Regions from separate parts of the Mus musculus genome. Here regions 2, 3 and 4 are each linked to region 1. Evidence: chromatin contacts called from public promoter capture Hi-C data. All regions are on one chromosome and are shown on one strand. The core of a region is the stretch at or near the end of the contact, and the rest is flanking DNA. Distances in the headings are between cores, read along the strand shown.

What was found. Promoter capture Hi-C pulls out the DNA fragments that hold promoters and counts their contacts.
Region 2: a promoter capture Hi-C map of hippocampal neurons shows a contact between it and region 1, with 2.9 times the contacts expected there. The contact joins the promoter of Cep290 here to the promoter of 4930525C09Rik in region 1. A contact is called at or near these places in 2 of 39 promoter capture datasets (hippocampal neurons and liver).
Region 3: a contact with region 1 is called in a promoter capture Hi-C map of hippocampal neurons, with 7 times the contacts expected there. The contact joins the promoter of Ube2n here to the promoter of 4930525C09Rik in region 1. A contact is called at or near these places in 1 of 39 promoter capture datasets (hippocampal neurons) and 1 of 115 datasets of contacts at active chromatin or transcription factors (astrocytes).
Region 4: a promoter capture Hi-C map of pre-B cells shows a contact between it and region 1. The contact joins the promoter of Nudt4 here to the promoter of 4930525C09Rik in region 1. A contact is called at or near these places in 1 of 39 promoter capture datasets (pre-B cells) and 2 of 484 Hi-C or Micro-C datasets (B cells and CD4 T cells).

The regions. Positions count from the first base shown.
Region 1 is chr10:97,713,330-97,716,255 of GRCm38.p6, forward strand. It overlaps 4930525C09Rik (RIKEN cDNA 4930525C09 gene), which reads left to right and starts at 1,443. Exons shown (of 3, transcript NR_130993.1): 1 at 1,443-1,526. The region is part of intron 4 of Gm10754 (predicted gene 10754); the gene reads right to left.
Region 2 is chr10:100,486,189-100,489,114 of GRCm38.p6, forward strand. It overlaps Cep290 (centrosomal protein 290), which reads left to right and starts at 1,394. Exons shown (of 54, transcript NM_146009.3): 1 at 1,394-1,564; 2 at 2,091-2,220; 3 at 2,374-2,451. The coding sequence starts at 2,119. It overlaps Tmtc3 (transmembrane and tetratricopeptide repeat containing 3), which reads right to left and starts at 1,159. Exons shown (of 14, transcript NM_001110013.1): 1 at 974-1,159.
Region 3 is chr10:95,513,700-95,516,625 of GRCm38.p6, forward strand. Ube2n (ubiquitin-conjugating enzyme E2N) reads left to right here and starts at 1,463. Exons shown (of 4, transcript NM_080560.3): 1 at 1,463-1,538. The coding sequence starts at 1,509. It overlaps Gm46239 (a long non-coding RNA gene), which reads right to left and starts at 557. Exons shown (of 2, transcript XR_001779843.2): 1 at 501-557.
Region 4 is chr10:95,562,619-95,565,544 of GRCm38.p6, forward strand. It overlaps Nudt4 (nudix (nucleoside diphosphate linked moiety X)-type motif 4), which reads right to left and starts at 1,528. Exons shown (of 5, transcript NM_027722.5): 1 at 1,044-1,528. The coding sequence starts at 1,139.

The DNA of each region.
Region 1 (2,926 bases), core at 193-2,692:
ACATTACTGTGTGTGTGTTACATTATTTTGTGTGTGTGTGTGTGTGTGTGTGTGTGTGTGTGTGTGTATGAGAGGGGGGCATAGCTTGTATGTGTAGGTCAGAACACAACCTGTAGGAGTAGGTTCTTTCCTTTACCCACGTGGGTTTAAGGGGTCAGAACTGGGGTCACCTTATCAGCCAGCACATTTACCTTCTGAGCCATCTCACCACGTCCTCTAGTGTTCTTCTGTGACTCTTCATTCACGTGCTCAATTTTCTGGTTGAGTAAGGAGAGACCCTGAGGTATGTTTAGTTAGACTTTTCTATATTGAAAGGAAGAAACAATAGTATATAAAACAGCCAAGCCACTTGGAAGTAGAAGTGATGTGGAATAAAAACCTGCATAGAATTCACAAAAAGGAAAACATTTCTTTCCTTTTCATCCTCTTCTCCCTTTAATGGCCCACATCTTTGAGGTGGCTCACTCTCACCCTGTGTCTCTCCCACTTTGCTTTGTAAATTCTCCACTTCTGTTTGCCATGTTTTGACTTTCCCACTGCTCCACCTAAGTCTTTCAGGTTCAAGAGACATGGAGCTGGCCTAGAGGATGCATGGCTGTAACTTCCTCTCTTAGACCTAGTACAGAGTGCTTTGATGCATCCTATTATCCCGTGTAAAGGGGGGGGGTGGTGGGAGGAATTTGAATTAAAGTATCAGCATTATCATAGTCATTTGCAAGGAAACTTAACATGCATTACATCCCGAGCATCTAGGAACCCCAAAACCCCATTTTCTAAATGAACCATAAAAGAAACTAAGGCCTTATATCCCAGTTGAAAAGTTGGTAACTGACAATGGAGAGCTGAGAGCTATTTCCTTTGCTGCTGAAAACTCACTAGTTTTTTTGCGGTAACCAGCTTCACAGAATGAAAAGGCAGCCCCGTGTAATAACCCGTGTCTGTAATCTCAGCTCTAGAGAGGACGAAACGGGACAGTCAAAAGTTCAAGGCGCTTCTCTACCACACAGTGAACTCTAGGCTGTTCTGGAGTGGAAATGAAGGTTCTAGCTAAACGTCCTAAATAGTAAAACAAAAGCAGAATATACTAAAATGCGACCCAAGCACTTCACTGCCACGCTGTGGCTCCTTCTGCCTAGCTGTACCTTGACGTTTCCTCTGCATTCAACATAAGTGGCTGCTTCAGATTCAAAACGAAGTTTCTATAAATAGACTCTTGAAAAGGATTTGCTGTACCAACTTATACGACCCTTGCAGTGTTTCTGTCTGGTACCCTCAGCAGGGGCCTTCGTCAGGAAAGAGGGTTATCATTGTCATGTTCAGGGCAATCATGAAAACTTTGGTCTGGTTCCATTTGGAACCTTGATGGGACACCCTCCCGGTCTCTCACAAAGGCTACCTTGGCAACTGCTCAGAATGTAAAGTCCCTCAGCCCCTGCAACCTCAAGGTAGCCATCCATTCTCCCTATCTCCCTGATGTGCCGCCTCACTGCTCACTGGCACCACCGTTTCTAGCTCTTCTCTGTGAGGTATGAATCCTTCATATCAGGGTCCAGACCCAGGATCTGTGAGGGACAGCACAAAGCTCTAATGTTCTATGTAAAGGAACAGGGGAGAAAGCTTTTTATTTCTTCTGTGATTTATCTCTTAAATTAATATACACACAGACACACACACCACATATGCACACACACATATACACACACATGTGCACAAACACACATACACAGAGACACACACACTCACAGACACACATGGATTTTAACAGTGAATGCTGTGTTATATGAATGAACACAGGCAGGCAAATGCAAAGTTCTCACAGATGCCCTTGTTTGGCCCACAACTCCAGTTATCCTCACCTCACACACTCATAAAGAGAGGGAAACACACACACAGACACACACACACACACACACACAGACACACACACACACACAGACACAGAGAGAGAGAGAGAGAGAGAGAGAGAGAGAGAGAGAGAGAGACAGAGACAGAGAGACAGAGAGAGAGAGAGAGAGAGAGAGACAGAGAGAGTGAGTTTATGTCCAGGCATGTAGTGAAAGTTGGAATAGCCTTTGTTCAGGGGTGGAGGAGGCAGTGGCTCATGGAAGTGGAGGTAAGAAGGCACAGGACGGGGCAAGCTTCTATGTCCTAGGCCATTCTCCAGGGCTTTACCAGAGGATACCTTCAACACAAATTAAAAGATAAGATTGTCAGGCATTTCAAGAGAAGGTTCTCAGAGCATGAAGCCGCAGGTTCAGAGTCCAGTTTATGAGAACAATGAGGCTGTGTTTAGGGAGGACAAGTTTAAGGGGACTGAGAATAGTTATAAGCCAGGCCGGCCCCTTTCAAGATGCTTCCCTGGCACTCACACCCTCTGCTCTGCCCAGCTCTCTGTATTCCTTGATAATATGCTCCTCTGAAAACCTTGCCAGCCTTGGAAGATTCCCAAGTATGCAGTATGTGCTGTTATGCTCATGAGAACAATACCCCCCACCCCCCACCCCCATAGCCTGATGCTAACCCTTATGTGAATAAGCTGTATTCCATACTGGGTCCTTGTGTTGCTAGCCCATTGATCTTTAACTCTAATCAATAATTCTGTGATCATATACTGAGCCTTCCTGGAACAAGGATCCTTTATATCCATGGTTCTCAACTTTCCTAATTTTGTGACCTTTTAGTACAGTTCACCACAGGTTGTGGTGGCCTCCCAACCGAAAAGATAATTTTGTTGATTCCTGACAGCCTCCCCCATCTAACATCTCTGGGACTTCCTAAAGATCCCCCCAATCCCTACCCTCATGCATGATGCCAACAGTGTGGCCATGGAACCTGAAAAGCCCCACCCCCTCCTGTAGCCAGGTAGAATCTCCAGTGGAGGGATAACCCAACCAACACACAAAACTTTGACCCAAAATTTGTCCTA
Region 2 (2,926 bases), core at 144-2,643, 2.8 Mb after region 1:
TGAATGATTGTGTTCATCACATTAAATAAGAAAACAGCGTTTAACCTCTCCGAGCTTCAATCTCTTAGATGGACAATGCGGATAATACTGCTGTATCTCCACAAAGAATAATTCCAAAACTAAACAGTATTTAGAAATAAAGCAAACACTGCAATCAGGCCTACAAATCTGAAGAACGTCTTTAAAATTTGTTTCAAATACCATTTTTTTGTGCTATTTGTTTTTCTCAACCGCAGAAATCTTTTCAAAAGAAAAATGTAACTGTCTACATTTTTCTTTTAATTACTTAATATCTATTATGTATGATATGTATAAGTACCTTATATATCTATCCACGTATACATACATACATACATTCATACATATATACGAGACGCACTCTTTCAAATAGATGCTTACAGCTCCTAAAGTTACCTGCTGGTGTAGAATAGCTGTGCATTTGGCAACAGTTCCCTGAGTAAGAAGATTAACATCTGAGAAGGAGAAGGCACTTTCCCCCAAGAACTCCCTTGGTACCCAGCAAATGACAGCAAAATGCCATCGCTTGGCATGGCCCTCCTCCCTCCCTCCAGCCCGGCTTAAGAGCCTTGGGCGCACTAAGGCTCCTCTTTCCTTGGCCTTCACTCCACTCTTATTAACCTAATAAGCACTACAATCCGCAAGCTGCTGCAGGAGGCTGCCCCATCTTGACGCTCCTTCTTCACTCAACCAGAGCGTGAACTCAGGGGGTGCGGTGGGGGTGGGGGCGCTCCACTTTCCCAGACACCAAGGAGGCTGGAAACTTTTATTGACTCCCCTCTTAGGGAAGCCACTAACTGGGAGCCCCTCGCACCTACCTGAGTAGCCGGAGGACTCTTTCCCAAACCTCTGCAAGATCCGCCAGCCCTTCGGCAGCCCCAAGCTAGCGCTTCCCTAAAAACGCAAAGGTTCCCTGAGCTACTCCTGGCTGTGGGTTGACACGCCCCGACCTCACCTGAGGGCGGCTCCGCCAGGAGACGGTTCAGGAAAGCTTCTGGGATGGTGGACCGGAGAAGGACTCCGCAGAAAACACAGTCATAGCCTGCCACGCTCGGACTCCGGGGCGGCCGCACCTTAGCAGCCGCTCCTCCCGCCTCCCGAGCCTTCCCCCAGCTCTTCCAGGGCGGCCGCAGACTCCCGCATTGCACGCCGGGAACGCGCCGCTCTTCCCAAAAACTTCCAATCCCAGGATGCACAGCCGCGACGCCGAACTGCACTCTGGGACGTAGAGTCCTCATCTCACGGCTCTCCCTCATCCACAGTAAGGAGGGCTTGGAGGGGAAATAGAGCCGTAAAGCTTTTTCCAGGGTCGTGAAATGTAGTCTTCCCAGGTATCCCGGGGCCTAGTTCCGGTCTTGGCAGGCTGGGGGGCGGGGAGTGGTGTCGCCTAGCAGCCGGCGCCGCTTCGGCTCGGTCGGGAAGAGTTGGCGGGAGCAGCCTGAGTGCGCGAGGACCGCTCTGGGAAGCGTGAGGCCGGGGCGGTGGCCGAACCCGGAGGTGGTCGCTGTAGATGAGTGACTGCTGCTGGTGGCAGGTCTTGGTTTCGGTGGGTGGATCCTCGTGAGCCGGAGCCGCTTAGTGTCGTTCACAGGATCGTAATCCCGAGGGACAGGGTGCAGCCCTACCTATCCAGACCTCTGTCGCTCTTGTCTGCAGTGTCGTCTCGGCCTCCCTGATTGAGCTTGATTCCGCAAACACTTCATTTAGCTCAGTCTTTTTATCTACTTTAAAAATCCTCTGGTCCCCTTTCCTCAGAAGGTTTTCAAAAACTTCCAAACATCTTGGGAGTTGGTACCATCATTGATGGTAGGGGACTTGGAAAAGGGGCCTCGGGGTTTTAGCTCCGAATTCGTCTTAGCAAGAAAATAATAATTTAGCGTGTACATTATCGTATAGCCTGTGTCAGGGGAACTAATTTTCGTCGAGGCTGTTTGCCTCTGCATCTGTTTTGCAGTTCAGGAGCCATAGCTCTTAGCCAGCACCTAGAGAGTTAAGTAAGACCGCTCATGATCATGTAAACACTGCAAGGCCATTTTCCTTGAAAATGCTAAAATCCACCTGCTTCTTTGTAGAGGCTGAGAGACAGTGAAAGAATTCAAGATGCCACCTAATATAAAGTGGAAAGAATTAATCAAAGTTGATCCAGATGACCTGCCACGGCAAGAAGAGTTAGCAGATAAATTATTGATATCTTTATCCAAGGTACTTAATAAATGATTTGTACACAGAGCCTGATGTACAATGTCATGAATTGAAATTGCTTCTTGAAATCATTGAATGCTATAACTGGAAGAGTGCTTGTATTTAATGTGCAGGGTATGAAATAGTCCATTTTTTGTGTGTTTGTTTCCTTAGGTGGAAGTAAATGAACTAAAAAATGAAGACCAAGAAAACATGATACATCTATTCAGAATTACCCAGTCTCTAATGAAGGTTTGTAGGAAAGAGTGTGTAGGAAAAGAAATATTTTTTAGGAGAAACATAAAGAGTCATAAAGAATCATATGGTCAAATAAAATACAAAATCTCTCCCCTATAAGCTATACATGAAATGATAAGAGGATTCTAGATTCTTCATAAATAAATACTGAGAAAGAATATGTATTCTTTACATTAAGGTAAAAGCATATAGAAAAATATTTGGGGCCAGTAATTTGGGATATACTGTTCAAGAGTTTGAGAGTATATTTTGGTTATCAGCATTTTAGAAGGGAATAAAGGTTTTTAAATCATACTTGGTAAAGAAATGTACTTATGAAGGCAACATTAAATGTGTTGTATAGACTGAAGGGATGAGAGCTGATTAGTTCCAATTATAAGAAGGAATTACTAAATTTATTAATAATAACAATTGGGATAGTAAAAAAGATATTGAAAACATTTTAAGTAATGGCTATAAAGTTTAACGG
Region 3 (2,926 bases), core at 213-2,712, 2.2 Mb before region 1:
TGGGATTGTCTCCCTGTGATGCAACTTGGGGCTAAAATTAACCCTTTTCCTTTAAGTTGCTTTTGGAGGGTGTTTTACCACAGCAACATGAAAAGAAATGGAAACACCCAGCGATCCTTGTGAGACACCTCCACTTTTAGGGCCCTCATTCTATGAGTAATCCAACGCCTTTGGGGATTACAGGCTTTTCTATCCCCTTGAGAAGGCTAGGCTGACTTCAAATTGGCAATTCAGAAGACGAGGCCTAAATCCCTGTTTCTAAGAACTAGGCAAGTCCAGGCCTCAGAAGCTGCCCCACCACCTGGCCTGAAGCAAGGACAGTGGGTCAGCAGTAGTTTCCAGACTTCCTCAGCAACAGTTTTCAGCCACTCATGTCCCCACCACACCCCTAATGTGCTTTAAATCTGAACTGTGAGCTCACTTCCAGGTCTCCATCTTGGAATGAGAGACCCTAGCAAGCTGGACTTCTGCAGAATAAAGCCCTCTCTGCGTTTACATACCGTTTGGGTCTGGGGTATCATTCTTCAGCGAATCATGCATGGACCCTTACACTCTAATCAGATCCTTCTTCTAGTTAGCACGTAAATCTCGATTGCTAGGCTCAACCTTAAGTGGTGGCACAAGCCTAGCTCTACTCAGGGGGCAGAGGCAGGAGAATCACGAGTTCCAAGTCAGCTCGGTGCGTACAGAATAGAGAGCACCAGGCCAGACTTGGTTACATAGGGAGCCCTTTCTCAGGAAAACCAACAACCACAAAGATTAAATATCCTGCAGGATCCAGGCGTTTAGAGGCCGTGCCTTTTGCCTCCTCCCTTGTTCCGAACTCTCTTTTGGGGAGCGCCAGAGAGGCCCCCTTTTTTATGTGAAATTTAAACGTTTAGAAAAAATTTTTTTTGTCGCGGGTGTGTGTGTGGTCCTTGGCAAGCAGCGTTATTCCCAGTTAGAAGCTTTGGTATTGACTTCCGGCCTGTTCGCCACCGAGGAGGAGCGCGCGACCCGCCTGCCCTGTCCGCAGGGAACCGCTGCAGCGCCAGCCCGCCACGCGCACTGCGGACACGCTGAATGAACAAACGGAACGAATGAATGAATGGGCTGCGTCGGGGGCCGGGCCTTTGTTACGTCGCCCCCCGACGCAGGCGTGGTCGCACGTACAGCGCTCGCTCGTGGACGCCGGCCGCCCAGTGTTGCCGATTCTGCCACGGGCCAAGAAGCTCGGCGCCGCCTCGCGCCGCCTCCCCCCAAGTCCCTGCCCCGCCGCGGAGCGTCACTTCCGCCACCCCCGGCTGGGGTTGGGGCGGGGAGCGCGGGGGAGGGGGCCACCAGGTCGGAGGGAAGGCTGTCGGAAGCCCGCGTCCTAGCAGGGACTACATTTCCCGAGGGGCCTCGGCGGAGGTAGCGACAGGCGGGCGCGGCGACGTTCCCCGGAAGTGGAGCCCGGGACTTCCACTCGAGCGTGAGGAGAGCGGAGCCGGAGACAAGAGCAGAGGCCGAACTCGGGATCTGACAAGATGGCCGGGCTGCCCCGCAGGATCATCAAGGTAACCGCCCAGGCGGGCTTCGGGCCACTGGCTCTGCTCCGGCGCGCCGGGCCGCGCGGCCGTCCGCTTCCCTCCGCAGCCTCCGAGAGGCCTCTCTAAGGCATCGCGGAGAAGGGTCCGGCCTCGGCGGCGAGGAAGTCGGGCGCTGAGGAGGGGGCGCCGGGGAGACTTCCGGCCGCCTCTGAACGCCGGACAAGCGGGACGCCCGGGCGGTGCGGCCGCGGCCGGGGAGGCCCTGGCGGCTGCCCGGGAGAGGGCGGGGCTGCGGGCTTCGGGCTCTGGCGCGGGACCGGTGCGGGCCTCGGCGGCTTCTGTTCCTCCGCGGGGCGGGAATCGCGGCGTGGCCTGGACTCTGGGCGCGGGTGGTGGCCCGTGGCCGGCCGCTCTGCCCCGGAGCTCCCTTCTCTTCCTCCGCAGGGGCTCGGGGCTGCGGCAGTCCCGGGTGCGGAATGAATGGACCGACCCCGAGAGCCGGGCGGGGCCGCGGGCCGGGAGAGGCCGCTCCGGGAGGGCCACGGGGTTCTGCCGGCGACAGCACAGGTTGGTCCTGGCTGCCCCGCACCTCCTAGCGACGTCCGGGGCTGGCCGCCCGGTTGCCCTGGCTTCCGCGTTCGCTTCCCGGTGTTTCTGCTGGGTAGCGCTGTGATTGTACTTCGGCTGGCTAACTCTTTGGAGACTGTTCTCTTCTCCGAGGCAAGGGCCTCAAGGGCCTCGGTTATGGGGATGATCTGTGAAACAGTTTGCCTCTCAGCTTTTGTGCGCCTTATTTGAGCGGCCCTGGGGCTCTTTAGGGATACTGAATTTTGATAAATACATAAGGAACCACGGGGGTATAAACCTCGTATCTTGATTTCCTAAAATCTTTACATAACACCATTAAGTCTTCATAGTGTTATAACCCAAGAAAACTAAATTTTTAACATTTTTTGGCATCTGTTTTTTTTTTTAATGTAGGAAATTGGTTAAAAAAATCTTGCACTGCCCAGTTTGCCAGCTAAGTGCTCAAATTGAAGCTTCACTTTGCTTGCTGTAATCCACTGAACATATATTTATAGCATTGTTCCACTCTTCCAAAGTTTTAGGGGAGATTTGTACAAAGTAAGTGGAGGGCCTCTTTGAAGGGTGTGAGACACTGTAGTTCTTCAGGCAGTCACAAATGTCTGTGAGGCTGGGGTGTCATTGACAGAAAGGTGCTTGAATTAGAAAAACAAGCCCTTTCATAGGATAAAAACTCTTACAAAGGAAGAATACATTTTCCACGAGCACTGGAATCTCCTTTTTAAATTTGTTTTATTTATTTATTTATTTACTTATTTATTGGTTTTTCTCTGTGTAGCCCTGGCTGTCCTGGAACTCAGAAATCTGCCTGCCTCTGCCTCCCAAGTGCT
Region 4 (2,926 bases), core at 278-2,777, 2.2 Mb before region 1:
ATCCTGGGTCACTATTCGCTATTACATGTTTTTATACTTAGTTTGCCTTGCCCTAGCACGGCACCTCCTTCAAAGACTCCCCCCACCCCATGATAGACTGCATTTAAGGCTTGTTGGCCTTTTTTGTCCTTTGTGCACTTTTAAAAGGTCCTATATTCCGTTCTCTTCTAAGTAGACTCAGCTCAAAGACCTTTCTCTAGAAGTTCCTTCGGGATTTGGGTTTAACACTTAGAAGCTTTCAAATCAACCTTTAAAATAAATAAATAAAAAGCAAAAGCGGTTTAAAGATCCTAACTTTCAAGCACGCGGCTATCTGTTAACCACCACTGAGTGTACGCTGTCATACTTATCATAACTTCAGGGGCTAGCAATAAGGAAGCCATTAGATCCCATCTCCAGTTTTATGCTTGGTGCTTCCCTGGACGCGGCTACAGAAGCAGAACTCAGAACGCTAACTTTTTTTCCTCTATCAGTTCATTTTAGGCGTGGCAGCGCTACAAGATTTCCCCCAGCTACCAAGTGACTGAACTATCCAGAGCAGGATGAAAACGGAATCATTTTAAAACCGAATAGAACTGAAGTGAAATAAAATAGGCTCTCCCAGAGATTACTCCAAAGGTCCCTATCCGTCCAAAGCAGGGCGAAGGGTCGGGTAAAATCACACGCCGCTCCTTCCCAGATGTCAAGTCACACCGCAGAACAGCCTTGAGAAACCAGAAGAGCGAGAGATGGCCGGGCTGAAAAGGGCAACTTCGCCCCGTTCCTGGCCTATCTTGTCCCTTCTGGCGTCATTCCACATCTCTCGCTGGCCATCTTTCGGTCGTCAGAAAAACTTTAAAAGCGGAGTCCGCTTTGCAAAAGGAGGTATCTACGTAATGAAGCCAACAGCTTGCGACCTAATGGGAGGTCTAAAAGGCAGGCTGGCGAACCCCGGAGGCCGATCTCCAGCTCCGGGCGTGGGGGTTGCCGGTGACCCGCAGGCCCGGGCGGTGCAGGGGGGTGCGGGATGAAGCCCGGTCGCCAGCCTTTGTCCCCGCGCTTACCTCGTCCTCCTGCTCGCTGCGGAAGCACAGGCAGGCCGCCCTCTTCTTGAAGCCCTCGCGGTCGTACGTCCGCGTCTGGTTGGGCTTGAACTTCATCCTAGAGCCGGGCTCCTGCAGCCGCTGCTCCGGCCGCCACCGTGGGGACCCGGCCGCCGCCACCCCGCCGGGGAGTCGGGCCGAAGGAAGTCGCGATGCTCGGGCGCCGGTGGGACGGGCGGCGGCGGCGGCACGGACACGGACGGCGAGGCCGGGCGGCCGCCGGGACGCGGGGCGGAACGCGGGTCACTGCAGTCCGGGCGCAGCGGTGGAAGCGCCGCCTCTGCTCCGGCGCCCGCCGCTCTCCATGGAGCCCGCCGCCGCTCGCAGCCACTCCTTGCTTGCACCCGCCGCCGCCGCCGCCGCCGGGGGAAGAGCGCGGCTCGTGGCTCGTGCCACGCGGAGACAGTTGGAAGCGACGGTGCAGACCGGGCAGAGACGCCGAGGATGCGCGCCGCCCCCTTCGCCCGCATTTAAGCGGGGCTCCCGCGCGCGCGCGCCGGCGCGCTCCCTCCTTTGGGCGCGCCAGTGCGCCTGCGCGCCAGGACCGTTGCCGGGCGGGGGTAGGGTGGGGAGCTGGGGGCGCGGCTTCGACCAGCCGGGGGGCGGGGCTCGAGGCCTAAGTCTAGGGCTCCGCCAGCTCTGCCCTGCCCGCGGGCGAGTGCTCCAGAGGCCTTTTTTTTTTGGGGGGGGGGGTGCGCTTTGTACAAGGCCAGGGAAGGGAAGCGAGCAGAGACCTCCTCGTTCTCCGTTTTAGAGGTCCGATAGAGTTCCCTTTAGGGACGGACCCCAGTACTGGGTCCTGGAGCCAAGGTCCCCGGAGCCATGGCAGGACTACTGAAGCATCGCGGTTAGCATTGCTTGTGAAGGCTAGGAAGGTTAAATTCATTGAGTTCTCTCTCTCCTCTCCCCTTCCTTCTCCCTCTCCCCACTTCCTCTGTTTCGATGAGAGTGCTTTTATGTGCTCTTGAAGAGTCAGCTGAGGCTTTGAAGTGGACTATAGCCAGTTGTCTGTGTTGTGGCATCCCCACCTCCGCTGACCCTCCAGAGTGCATTCATGAACACTGGTTATGGCTGTTATTCTGTGTGTATCTCATTCTAAGTAAGGCCATAGCAGTAAATCAGTGGGATGTTTGTTGTCTGGAAGCTTACAGTTTTAGGCACTTGGAACAACTCCCAATATTTCAGTGCTATTGAAGAGCCAAGATAGAAAGTAGGAGACCGGTGGGCAGTGGTGGTGCACGCCTTTAATCCCAGCACTTGGGAGCCAGAGGCAGGCAGATTTCTGAGTTCAAGGCCAACCTGGTCTACAGAGTGAGTTCCAGGACAGCCAGGGCTATACAGAGGAAACTCTGTCTCGAAAACCTAAAACCATAAACCAAAAAAAAAAAAAAAAAAAAGAAAGAAAGAAAGAAAGAAAGAAAGAAAGAAAGAAAAGAAAGAAAAAGAAAAAAAGTAGGAGACCTGACATCACTGGAATTCAAGAAAACCCCTAATCCAAATCAGGTGTGGAATCCCAGGTATGTGATCCCAGCACTTGAGAGCCCAAAACAGAAGGATTCGGAATTCAAGGCCATTCCCTGCCATTTAGAACTGGTGAGACTAGACTGGTCTACATGAGACCCTATTTCAAAACCCGAACTCCTAACCTACAGGAGCTTCACTTCCCACAGAACTGTTTAGACAGCCACATCCGTTTTGTTTTTCATTCCTGGAAGGCCTCCGGTGTGCCAGGCTCTGGCATCTTACAAAACCGGTCAGACCCTGCCCCTCCAGTCGAATAAGAACCTAAGAACAGAGAATTAGTGACCAATCACGGGGCGGAATATTAAATTGATTTGGGAGTA